Linked DNA regions of Mus musculus: all the other regions are linked to region 1. Evidence: chromatin contacts called from public promoter capture Hi-C data. All regions are on one chromosome and are shown on one strand. Each heading gives the region's core, a stretch centred on a gene start, on an enhancer-like site or on the middle of the called end of the contact. The rest is flanking DNA. Distances are from core to core; before and after follow the strand shown.

Evidence for each region. Promoter capture Hi-C pulls out the DNA fragments that hold promoters and counts their contacts.
Region 2: a contact with region 1 is called in a promoter capture Hi-C map of hippocampal neurons, with 1.8 times the contacts expected there. The contact joins the enhancer-like site here to the promoter of Nt5dc2 in region 1. A contact is called at or near these places in 12 of 39 promoter capture datasets (the 3T3-L1 cell line, 3T3-L1-derived adipocytes, the C10 cell line and 7 more), 1 of 15 datasets of contacts at CTCF or cohesin (large pre-B cells), 1 of 484 Hi-C or Micro-C datasets (cerebellar granule neurons), 4 of 115 datasets of contacts at active chromatin or transcription factors (embryonic stem cells and large pre-B cells) and 3 of 9 other capture datasets (adipose tissue, embryonic stem cells and liver).
Region 3: a contact with region 1 is called in a promoter capture Hi-C map of pre-B cells, with 2.3 times the contacts expected there. The contact joins the promoter of Hacl1 here to the promoter of Nt5dc2 in region 1. A contact is called at or near these places in 6 of 39 promoter capture datasets (the C10 cell line, erythroid cells, hematopoietic stem and progenitor cells and 3 more), 1 of 484 Hi-C or Micro-C datasets (CD4 T cells) and 1 of 115 datasets of contacts at active chromatin or transcription factors (double positive thymocytes).

What each region holds. Positions count from the first base shown.
Region 1 is chr14:31,129,620-31,133,212 of GRCm38.p6, forward strand. Nt5dc2 (5'-nucleotidase domain containing 2) reads left to right here and starts at 1,470. Exons shown (of 14, transcript NM_001374087.1): 1 at 1,470-1,757. The coding sequence starts at 1,538.
Region 2 is chr14:31,455,310-31,458,905 of GRCm38.p6, forward strand. It overlaps Gm35907 (a long non-coding RNA gene), which reads left to right. Exons shown (of 4, transcript XR_383329.4): 2 at 1,746-1,838. It also overlaps the pseudogene Gm49252. Among named protein-coding and RNA genes, the nearest start is that of Sh3bp5, 21 kb to the left of the region's middle. Within about 2 kb of position 1,387, at least 4 of the 459 cell types and tissues checked have an H3K27ac peak or open chromatin away from gene starts, as enhancers often do. A contact at or near this core is called in hippocampal neurons, where this site is marked.
Region 3 is chr14:31,639,344-31,642,846 of GRCm38.p6, forward strand. It overlaps Hacl1 (2-hydroxyacyl-CoA lyase 1), which reads right to left and starts at 1,622. Exons shown (of 17, transcript NM_019975.3): 1 at 1,446-1,622; 2 at 1,151-1,255. The coding sequence starts at 1,535. It overlaps Btd (biotinidase), which reads left to right and starts at 1,714. Exons shown (of 4, transcript NM_025295.4): 1 at 1,714-1,792. The coding sequence starts at 1,782.

The sequences.
Region 1 (3,593 bases), core at 220-2,719:
TGGCAGTGGTGGCATATGTCTTTAATCCCAGCACTTGGAAGGCAGAGGCAGGCGTATCTCTTGAGTTCGAGGCCAGCCTGGTCTACAGAGTGAGTTCCAGGACAGCCAGGGCTACACAGAGAAACCCTGTATCAAAAAAAAAAAAAAAAAAAACAGAATTAAATGACAGATTGCAGCGAGGAGGCCTGGTGGGCCCATGCCAAGGTATGCCCCTGAGAAATTATGCTGTGCAACAAATCTGGTATGAAAGGAGTTTATTGGGGAAGGAATAGAGGCAGTGAGGGAACCATGAAGGCAGAGAAAGAGGGGGGGGGGTCATAAACAGCTGACTAAGCGCAGCCTGCCTGGAGGTACCTACTGGAGAAGCCACACACAGTGAACGCCTGGCACTTGGTGCCATTTCTCTTGGATCTGAGGACTGAAACTTGTAAAGTGTCATCCACTTGGAAGGAATCCACATGTGGCCAGGTCTTCACAGCCCACCTAGGTCAATGGACCTACAAGGGTCCACCCATAAGCCCACCCTTCGGCATCCATGACTACCCAGACCAGAATCTGATACACCCGATCCTCAGCATAGGTACAGGCAAACTACAAACGTACACATTACACACAACCTTAAACCCAACAGCCACGTGTGTTCAGTTGGGCAACTCACCACCAACAATGGACATTGGGCCCAGCCTTTCCTAGTGTACACCTGCAAGCTAAGAAAACAGAAGTGGATGGAATGAAAAGAATTTCATTGAGACAGCGCTTGAAAAAAACCATGGCAATTCAACTGGGGGCCTGCACCGTCTGGCCCATCCTTTTACAGCCGCCAAAACCTGGTGGCTGCAGTGATCCTGGCCCACAGCCAGAAGCGTATGCCCAGTAGATAGGCTCCTCATTTAAGTCGATCACCTGGGTTGGGTACCAGGCAATACAAAGAAAATGCTGCCTCAGCAGGCGTCAGCTGCCCATCAGGCCAAGTGGTCTTAGCCAGCTTGGGACTGGTACTGAAAGCAAGTAGAGCTCTTGTTGTCTTAGCGACCTCAGCTCCAGTGGAACGTGCAGTCAGTCAGAAACTGGGGCAGGGGCACGAGGCCCCGGGGCAGGAGAACTGGTCTGGAAAGAATAGGACAGAAGAGCAGGGGAGGGGCAAAAAGACCCTTGGGCAAAGGAAGAGCAGTACACTCGAGCGCTCTTGCTCCTCGGCCGTCCAGGATCTCGCGGAGACCCGGGGCTCTGCGACTTCCCGCTCAAGGGAGGAAAGGTACCGCCATCGCCACCGAGACGACCAAAGGGGGGCGCAGAGCCCCTGAGCCGAGCAGGGGACAAGGAGGCGGGGGTCGGAGCCCGCTCCGCCCCGTCCCGGAGACCTCCCGCCCCCTGGGCCGAGTGGTGCGTCCATTGGCCGGATGGGCTCCGCGCGCCTCCCCCATTGGCCGGCCGCCTTGAGAAGCACGCGGCCACGGTGGCGGGCGGGCAGTCGGAGAGCGGCGGGCAGGCGGGCCAGCGGACGGGCGGAGGGCGGCCGGGGCAGCGCGCAGGGGGCATGGCGGGTGCCGGACTGCGGGCGACAGCTAGGCGCTTGCTGCTGTGCAGAGGCCACAGCGGACCGCGGGCCGCCTCGTCCTCACCCTCCTGCCCTGGCTGCGGCCCGCCGGGTCCCGGAGCCCACTGCCCCAGCACCCCGCGCTCGGCGCCCGCAGACGGCGCGGACCTCAGCGCGCACTTATGGGCTCGTTACCAGGACATGCGGAGGCTGGTGCACGGTGGGTGACGCCGGGTGGGCAGTGAGCCGTAGGTCGTCAGACGAACGGTGCCCAACAGACGGCCAGGGCACCGACCGGGGTGAAGGACGCTTGGTGGGGCTCGCCGGGGTCCCAAAACCTGAGGGCTAAATGGCGTTTTAGAAAAGGCTCCATCGGGTTGTTAGGAGGTGTCTCTGCAGGACACCGCTACTCCTGGGGCGAGTGGGGCTTTTTGTCTTCTGGCGGCAGAAGCTTGGAATGCCTGGAGCGGCCGCTGCGCACGCGGCCCCCATGGTCTTGCTCCTGAGTCCAATCTGCGGGCAGTAGCGGTAGAACCCCTCCCAGTCCCTCGTTCTCCTCTGGCCCTTAGTTGCAGTGTGTGGACAAAGACTGACTGAGCCGTGTTCACAGATGGCACGACGTAAGGTGACACCAGACGGACACTGCAGGCACCTCTTGGCTTGTCTCTGGCGGTCTACTGCACTCTAAACACTCGGAGGAACAGAAAAGTTACTGTAGCCCCCCCCCCCCCCCTGCAATCCCTCGGGAGTTGCTATATCTCAGATAGAACTGCACAAGGCACTTAACCCTCTCCTAATCATTCCCTTGGAATGGGCTGATGAGGCTGGAGATCTGAGCGCCGAACATCTGTCCATTGGTCTGGTGGGGCCCTGCCTCTTCAGCCGATAGATGTGGTCTGGGCTGTGACCCCTATCACTGCCCAGCAGGGTGGCCCTCGGCTTCACACCCTCTGAAGACCCTCAGTGTTCTGTCCCAGAATTTCGTTGATGACTCAGAAAGAACAAGGCCAAGCAGGAGCCTGGGGACCTTCTGCAGGAAGCCCCAGAGGTGAGGTGGCTTGCATTGTCTGATAAGACAGAGGAGCCCTGACAGGGAGGTTCCAGCTGTGACTGGACTAGGGTTTCCACTCCAGCTGTGAGGAGAGCTGGACGCTGGCCAGAGTTCACCTCTTGACGTGCTGCAGTCAGATTACTTGAGACCTCTCAAGAATGGTTGCTCTTAAGGATTGGGAATATTGCAGGGTGACCAGGATTATTTAAGAAGTCAACGTTCTGCCCCTAGTGTAGACCCTCTGAGTGGCCTGAGAAACCTACTTAGGATGTTTGGGGGAGGGGGACACTACTGAGAATATCCTTCAGGACTCTTCCTCATCTTCAGGCCCTTACATGCTCTGTGAGTTCTTGTGTGCAGGGTCACTTCCACTGCCATGCCAGGGTGAGCTAGCTTCATGCCTCTGACCCCTGACGCCTGCCCGCCCGCCCCCCAGGCTAGGTTTTAGGGCCAGGGCTAGTAACCCTTCAGAGAGCAGTGGAGAAGGGCTGTCACCTAAACTGCTTGGCCTCATGGGATGAGAAAGCTAGGCAAAGAAGAGTGATGAAAGCGGGCGGAGTGGCCTGAGTGTGCATCTCATTGGGTGCCGGGTACTGGGTGGTTTAACTGGGTGCCTTTACCAAGCTTAGTTCTCTGGGCACCGGAGGTGGCAGTGTGACTTCTTCATGGAATTGGAGGAGGGAAGGAGATGAGTTTTAAGATTCACAAGTGGTAACTACCAGGGCTGTAGAACCTGAAGAAAGGAGGTCAGGGGCTTGACAGTAAAATCATAAACACCGCAGACCACCTCTGGTCATGGCTTACCCACACACCCAAAGCTCTGATTTCCTTGGTCCAGAAACGGGGAAAGTAAGCAGGGAAAGTGGGCTTCTTGCCCATCCTACTTGTTCCCAGGAGCGTTTATATGACTCTGAGAAGACCCTTAAAAGCAGAGCCAAGACGTAGTCAGAACGCTGCAAGCTTGGACCCACAAAGGCCATGTCTCTGCTTCCTGACCCAGGGGTT
Region 2 (3,596 bases), core at 137-2,636, 330 kb after region 1:
TGTTTTGCCAGCATGTATGTAAACCTTATGTGTGCAATGCCCATAGAGGCCAGGAGGGGGCGTCAGATCCTCTCGGCCTGGAGCTCCAGATGATTGTAAGGCTTCGTGTGGATGCTGGGAACTGCACCTGGGTCCTCTGGAAGAGCAACAAAGTGCTCATAACTGCTGAGCTATCACTCCAGCCTGGCCATAAACAATCTTGATCCTCCTGCCTCTACCTCACAAATGCTGCAACCACAGATATGTACCACTACACCTGTTTTGAAATGTTTATTTAAATTTTATTTTAATGAATGAATGAATGAAATTGACTGCATTTCAAGAAACTGAATCCAAGGCCCTGGACATGCTCGGCAAGTGCTCCACCACCAAGCTGCCTCCCTAGGCCTGAGCATGGAGTTCTGAGTTGAGCAGGGTGGACTTCAGTCCTAGCTCTTCTGTGCGCCACTGTGTATTATACCCAAAGGGAAACCATTCCTTTCTCAATACACTCATCCATTAAAAACAGGAGTGATCACATCAGCCTTCTAGGAAGCTGTGAGAAGTAACGGGGTGGCCCCAATAAAGAGCCAGCCATGATGAAGCTGGCAGAGGGGCCTCCCAGGGGAGGGTAAAGTCTGTACCATTTGCCTCAGGCTTTCCAGCTCCTATCCACCAAAGAATGGACCAGATCATAGGGATGGAGGGATGGACAGACAGATAAACAGGCAAGTGAATACATTCCTGAAATAGTAAAGGATGCAGGGTGTTTACATTATATAAAATTATCAAATAACTTACATGTGAAATTTAGTTCCAGAAGTCTATCTCATCCCTTTAATCTGGTAATATATAAAATCAGGTCGGGAGGGCTGGCTGTGGTGAAACATGCCAGTAATCCCAGCCTGCTGGTGGAGGCAGGATGATGCGTTCCAGATCAGTTTGGTCTATATAGCACACTCAGAGCCAGCATAGACTACAGAGAGATCTTGTCTCAAAAACATCAGTGTTAAAAATTCATAATATTGGAGTTGGTAATATTTAAAAGGGTGGCAGATGGCTTGAACGTGGTGTCAGAGTAGGTGGGTTGAACAGATTACAGAAGGTAATTGCGGGGGGGGGGGGTGATCATGGGTTAGCAGGGAAGGTGTGAAGAGAAATTGCCCTATAATTACTACGGTTTCAGAATAAATCTATAGAGTTTGGTTTTGGGGGAGTAAACAGTTTCTGGGTTGCAGTGACAGCTTCTGGCTGGAGGATCAAGCACAGCCTTGCATAGCAGATGGCTCTGTGCTGCCACTATCTCTAGCCTCCCTCCCACCTGCCAGCTAGGCTCCTGCCTCCATGCTTAGTCCATGATAGTCCATTCTCCCTCCTATAGCCACAATGGACTAGACCCCGTCAGAGCTGATGGCCCTTCCTGATGACCACTTCCTGTCTGATGACCCTTCCTGCTGACCACTTCCTGTTCACTGTCCATCATAAACATACTAAGTTCTCAGTGCCCACCAGCTCTGTGTGATATTCTGGCCTCCACCTTACTTCCCTGCAGCCACATTGGGCACCTAGTCTCCCGGCCTCGTGCCCATCTCCCCGGGAGATCTCTGTCTCTGCTTTTCCTCTGACTGACAAGTTTGCTCTTCCTCATATGGCTGGCTCTCCCTCGGTCTGGGTTATTTTCCCAGAATGCCCTTCCCTGGCTTCTCCCTTTCTCCAAACCACTCCTCCATTTGTTTAGGACCGTTTTGCTCATTGTCCTTCTCCAGGTAAAAGATGGGGCTACTGGCATCCACGTCTATGCTTCACTGCTCTTGTCCCCAGAAAGATATGGTCCTACTAGGTGCTGAATTATGATACAGGTGAGTACATGGAGGATGGACAAGCTCACACAGTGTGCTACCACCTTCTCACTGTGCTTTTCCCTGTGTGGGGAGACAGTGCTCCTCAAAGGTGGAGAACCATGGGGCAGGGAGGACAGAGCCCACGGGAAGGAAACACTCTTTTCCCGACAGCACGAGGCAACAGGCAGCAGCCTGCACAACAGTTTGTTCCCAGAAATTCTGTGTGTATTTTGAAACCTCCCAAAGAGTTGACAGGCATGGATCTGGGGTGTACCATATTGGTACAAATGCACATGCAAGGCGAACTGGGTTCAATCCCCAGTACCCTAAAAAATAAAGATACTGGGTAAACCTGGAAGGAGCTGCTGAGTCCATGCTCCCAGAATCCCATTCTAAGCCTAGAGAATGAATCTGGTCATCATCTATCGTTGACGTGACTTGTTGGGGTTCCTGTGCCCAGGGGTTACGCTCCCGTGCATAAGGACTGGTGGGATTCATGAGTGGGTAGCTAAAAAAAAAGGAACTTACTGGAAAGATATGGGAGGCTCGAAGGAGGAGGGCCTGGCTCAGAGAAGGGGGAGGGTAAAGAAAGGCTGTGTGTGTGATCCATGGGACACAGGAAGGCAGGCTAAGCATGCCAGCATGCAGGAGACCCACCCTTCGCTGCACACTTTAGGTGGAAGCCTTCCTTGCTCTCCCAGTCCTCTAGGGCAAGCTTGTCTGGAGTCAGTATCTGCCAACTGGGGGGAGCAGTGATTTCCCCTGCCCTCTCCTGCAGAAAAACCAAGAGGTCACACCCCCTGGTTGTCACTTGTCTGCAGCAGGCCTGATCTGAATCTAGTCCTGTCAGGACTGTGAGCAGAAAAGTGGCCCCACCGTGGCTGGCTGGTCCTGACCTGGTCACAAACATAGGGGATTGTTGGTGCAATGATGGTGCAACTGGTGGCCCTGGTTCCCCCACCCCGAGGCAATCAATTTAACATTGTGCATCTTTATGGACAAGCTGGACCAGTGGAATGTCTGCAGCTGGCTCCCACCTGCTTGAGGGACCCTACTGCCAGACCTGTCAAACTGGCTGAGGTCATGCTGAGAGTTTAAAACTGGCCCTGATGGGAGTGTTTACGCCACAGAAGTTGCCCAATGCCATATGTCAAACCTACTTGTTTTTCTTTCTCAGAGAACTAGTTATTAAACCAGTCCCCATGTGCATGAGAGCACGCATGCACATGCACATGTGCGTGCGCGCGCGCGCGCGCACACACACACACACACACACACACAATGTGCATTACCAGGACACACTGTGCTTGGTCTTACTGTATTACTTTTTAATCACTACTAGATTGTATCTTTAACCATGAGATTAATCTGTAGTGTGTTGTTTTAAGGTTCCACACTGGGCTGACAGTCTGTGGATTTTTCTTTTCTTCTCTTTTCTTTTTGATAGGTTTTTCCCTTTATTCATGAGATCGTAAAGAGACCAGGCCATAAACCTCCAGCTCTGTGAGTCCCATGACTTGAACAGGCCCCAAGGGGAGTGAGGGTCAAGTCTGTGACTAGCAGGAAAGTTCCCTTTTCTCTAAGCCACTCTGACTCTATCTTGAAACCAGCAACCAGTAATTGTGTCTATGATGTTATGGCTAAGAAATGAGTCTTGGGAAAGAGTAGACACAGTGGCAGTGTCCTGATTTTCTTTTATTCCACTAAGGGGGAGCCACACTGTTCCTTTAGCAGCATCTCCAATATTCTAATTCCCTTCTGGGCTCCTTGTCTTAA
Region 3 (3,503 bases), core at 372-2,871, 510 kb after region 1:
AGCGTGGATCAGGACAGCAGTGACGGCAGCAGAAGGGACAGCTGTGTGTGTGTGGGGGGGGGGTGTGAATCGTGTGTGCCACCCATGAAGGTCAGAAGAAATCGTTAGATCCTTTGGAACCAGAGTTATGGGAGGTCGGGAGCCACCACGTGGATGCCAGAAATCAAATCCTGGTCTCTGAAAGAGCAACAAGTACTATGAACTGCTGAGCTAAGTCTTCAGCCCCAATTCTTAATCTTTTAAATTATTTGTGTGTGTGTGTGTGTGTGTGTGTGAGAGAGAGAGAGAGAGAGAGACAGAGAGACAGAGAGACAGAGAGACAGAGAGACAGAGAGAGAGAGCGCCTGTCTGTGTGTGTGTGTAGGTCCAAAACAATTTAACTCAGCCTGTGTGTGTGTGTGTAGGTCCAAGGACAACATGAATCATAAATCAGAAACCGCCTTCATTTTTCCATACAGGCCCTGGAGATTACACTCAGGTTATGAGGTTACGTGGCTTTGTAGAACTTCACTGAACCACTTCATCTGCACCAGATACTTGATATTTTTGCCTGGATTGCTAAGAGAGGGTAATCCTGGGCTGCCAGAGAAAATACTTTAAGTGGGTTCATAAAATGTCCTTTGGTTTTCCCTCTCCCAGGTAAGACCCCAAAGGAGGGAGGCATAATGCTGAGGGAAAGCACCAAACTGGGGTTTGAGAGCCCTGAGTTCCAATGACGGCACTGCCGTCTATAATGTCTTCCACTTTATGTTGCATGAGTCCTGGCCTTCAATCACTAATCACTCTCTGACACCTGTCATGTACAGGAACTACATCAGATGCTGGCAATACACTTACCTAGCGATGAATCAATATGCCTTCTCTGCTAGAACTAACAGTCTAGTAGTGAAGTAAGACTACCCCTTTCGATTCTGATATTTGGATGTGGCAGAGTACACTACGGTAGAAAGGTATAAGCATAGCTCCAAACTCAGAATACCTGAGTTCAAATGCCACTACCAAATGACTCGCGTTGGGCAAGTTTAACTTAGTCTCTCTCTTCTCATTTTCCTGTCAAGGAGGATTAACAGTGGTACGTGCAATGCTTTAGAAACGATGGGACGCTGTGTGCATCGAATGGCTGCCATTTGGTCCCTGTGTCAAGACTCACCGCTTGCTCATTCCGCATCCCAATGTACTTGATGCCCAGTTCCTGGGCAGCAAGGGCGATTTCGGTCACGGGGATGCCTACGACACCGAACATGTACTCCACATCCTGAGGGTAGGAGGGAAAAGGGGCAACAAACAACTATCATCAGGTGACCCAGCCTTCTTGCCCTCCCGGGGGGTCCAAAGGAAAGACCTACAGGACCCCCGCCCCCGCCTCCTTGCCCTCCGTCTCTAGGACAACGCGAGGTCCCCGTCTGCTTCTGTAGAGCCTTTCACACCCGAGGGATCCATCGTACTTGAGTTTTTAGAGCCTGGGCGATGACTTTAGCACCAGACACCTGCTCCTCGCTTCTGTCGCTACCCTCTGCGGAGTTACTTTCTGGCATCTTCCACCTAAAGTTACTTCAAGGCACTCTCGCAGCTCACAGCTTCACTAGCCTAAGAGTTGTTGTTGGTGACACCCGCTTCTGACAGACAGGAGGGCAGCCCAACGGATTTAAGCAAAGGGGAGAAGGGGCGGGACAAGAAGTCAGTCCTTGGTGAGGCGATCATGTAAGCACGCCCATTCTCCAGTCAGTCTTTTCCGGACTCCGCCATCAGCAGGAGGCGGGACGAGCCGGAGGCCGCGTCCTATGCGAAGCAGGTAAGAAACCCAATCTCTGAGGATGCTCGCCTTGGTTTTGTCCTCCACTAGGGTAGCGATACAGCTCAGTCCGGTATGGAGGGGATGGCACATCTGGAGGGTGACTGCAGAGACCAGGCGAGGAGGGGGCGTGGCCCCACCGCGCCTCCCCGCCCTCGCCGGGGCTTCCCGCTGATTGGAGGCAAGCTACGCAAAGGCTGCTGGGACGCGGGTAACTTGGAGAGTGTAAAGTTGGAAAAAAAACAGGCTTTTGGGTACAGTGTCGTGCTCCTGTGCCCTCTGATTTTATAACTCTGTGGTTTTGCACCCCACATCATGTGCACGTTCCAGAAGTCTGTGAGCAGAGGTGTATTCTTAATCAGAGATGACACCAAAATTGCTCAAGAGATAAACTTATTAACACCGTAGCTGCTCCTGCCCTCTGCCTGGTTTATATTTACTTATTTTGTTCCAGTTGGGTATCACTAAGGTCTGTTAGAGCCATTGCTTAATAATTAATGTATGATTGCTTAACTTTTACCAAAGTAATAGTGTTGGTTTTCTACTTACTGGTTCATGGATTAGCCTGCTTGACCCCTGGCATCGCGTGCTTTGTAGACATTAGTGGATTCTTGGCCCCTTAACACCGATTGCTTTCTCAGAATTACTGGCAGAACACTTTATGAAGGGCAAACTGGACCCTGATGGGAACAAATCACTGTGATTCAGATCGAATGGGCTTTTGTTTGTTTGTTTGTTGGTTGGTTGGTTGGTTGGTTTATATTTATTAAGGATCAGTCTTCAACTGGCCATTTTTGCCATTTGGCAAAGAGAAAACTCATTGAGCTGGTTATTGCCTTCGCCTAGCAGTTCAAGGTACAGCGGGCCTTGCTTCCCTTGCCTGTAGAGATTAAGCAGAAGTGACGTGACTGTCTTCCAAGTGCAAAGTCACTGCTGTTCCATCCAACTTCAGTGTAAGGATCCCAGGCGCTGTAATTTATACAGAGCACTCTGTGTGGACTTGGAATATGTTAATCATACTCCCTGTTATTTTTGTTGGCAGTATGCTTAAAATGTTATTTGTTATTTTGGTGAGATTTGGCATCGTAGCGCCAGATGTGGTGGCTCACATCTGTAATCCCAGCACTTGGAGGCAGGAGCATGTCGACTTCTGCGAGTCTGAGACCAGCCTGGGCTACCTAGTGAGTTTCAGGATAGCCAGGGCTATGTAGAGAGACCATGTCTTTTAATTACTCAAAGAAAGAATAAGTCATAAAAGCAATACTAGTGACTGACCCTAGGACTTTGCACATATTAGTCAAGCACTCTACCACCGAATTATATCTCAGGCCCTAAATTTTAACTTTCTTAAAAATCAGACGGCAGGGGTTGGAGAGATGTGTTTAAGAGCAGTGACTTCTTCCAGATGACCTGATTTCCAGCAACCACATAGTGTCTTACAACCATCTGTAATTCCAGTTCTGGCAAAGCCAATGCCCTCTTCTGGCCTCTGAGAGCACCAGGCACACACGTATTATGTAGACATACATGCAGGCAAATAAGCCATAAACATGAAAAATAATAATTAATAAAGCCTTAATAATTAAATTAATTAATAATAATTAATAGCATTAGTGACCTGTTCTCCACAGAGCAAATCCAGGCCTCAGAGTCCAGATAGTGATTGCTTTAGGGATCTAGCTCTGGGATGGTGAGGAGTTGCTTGACAACT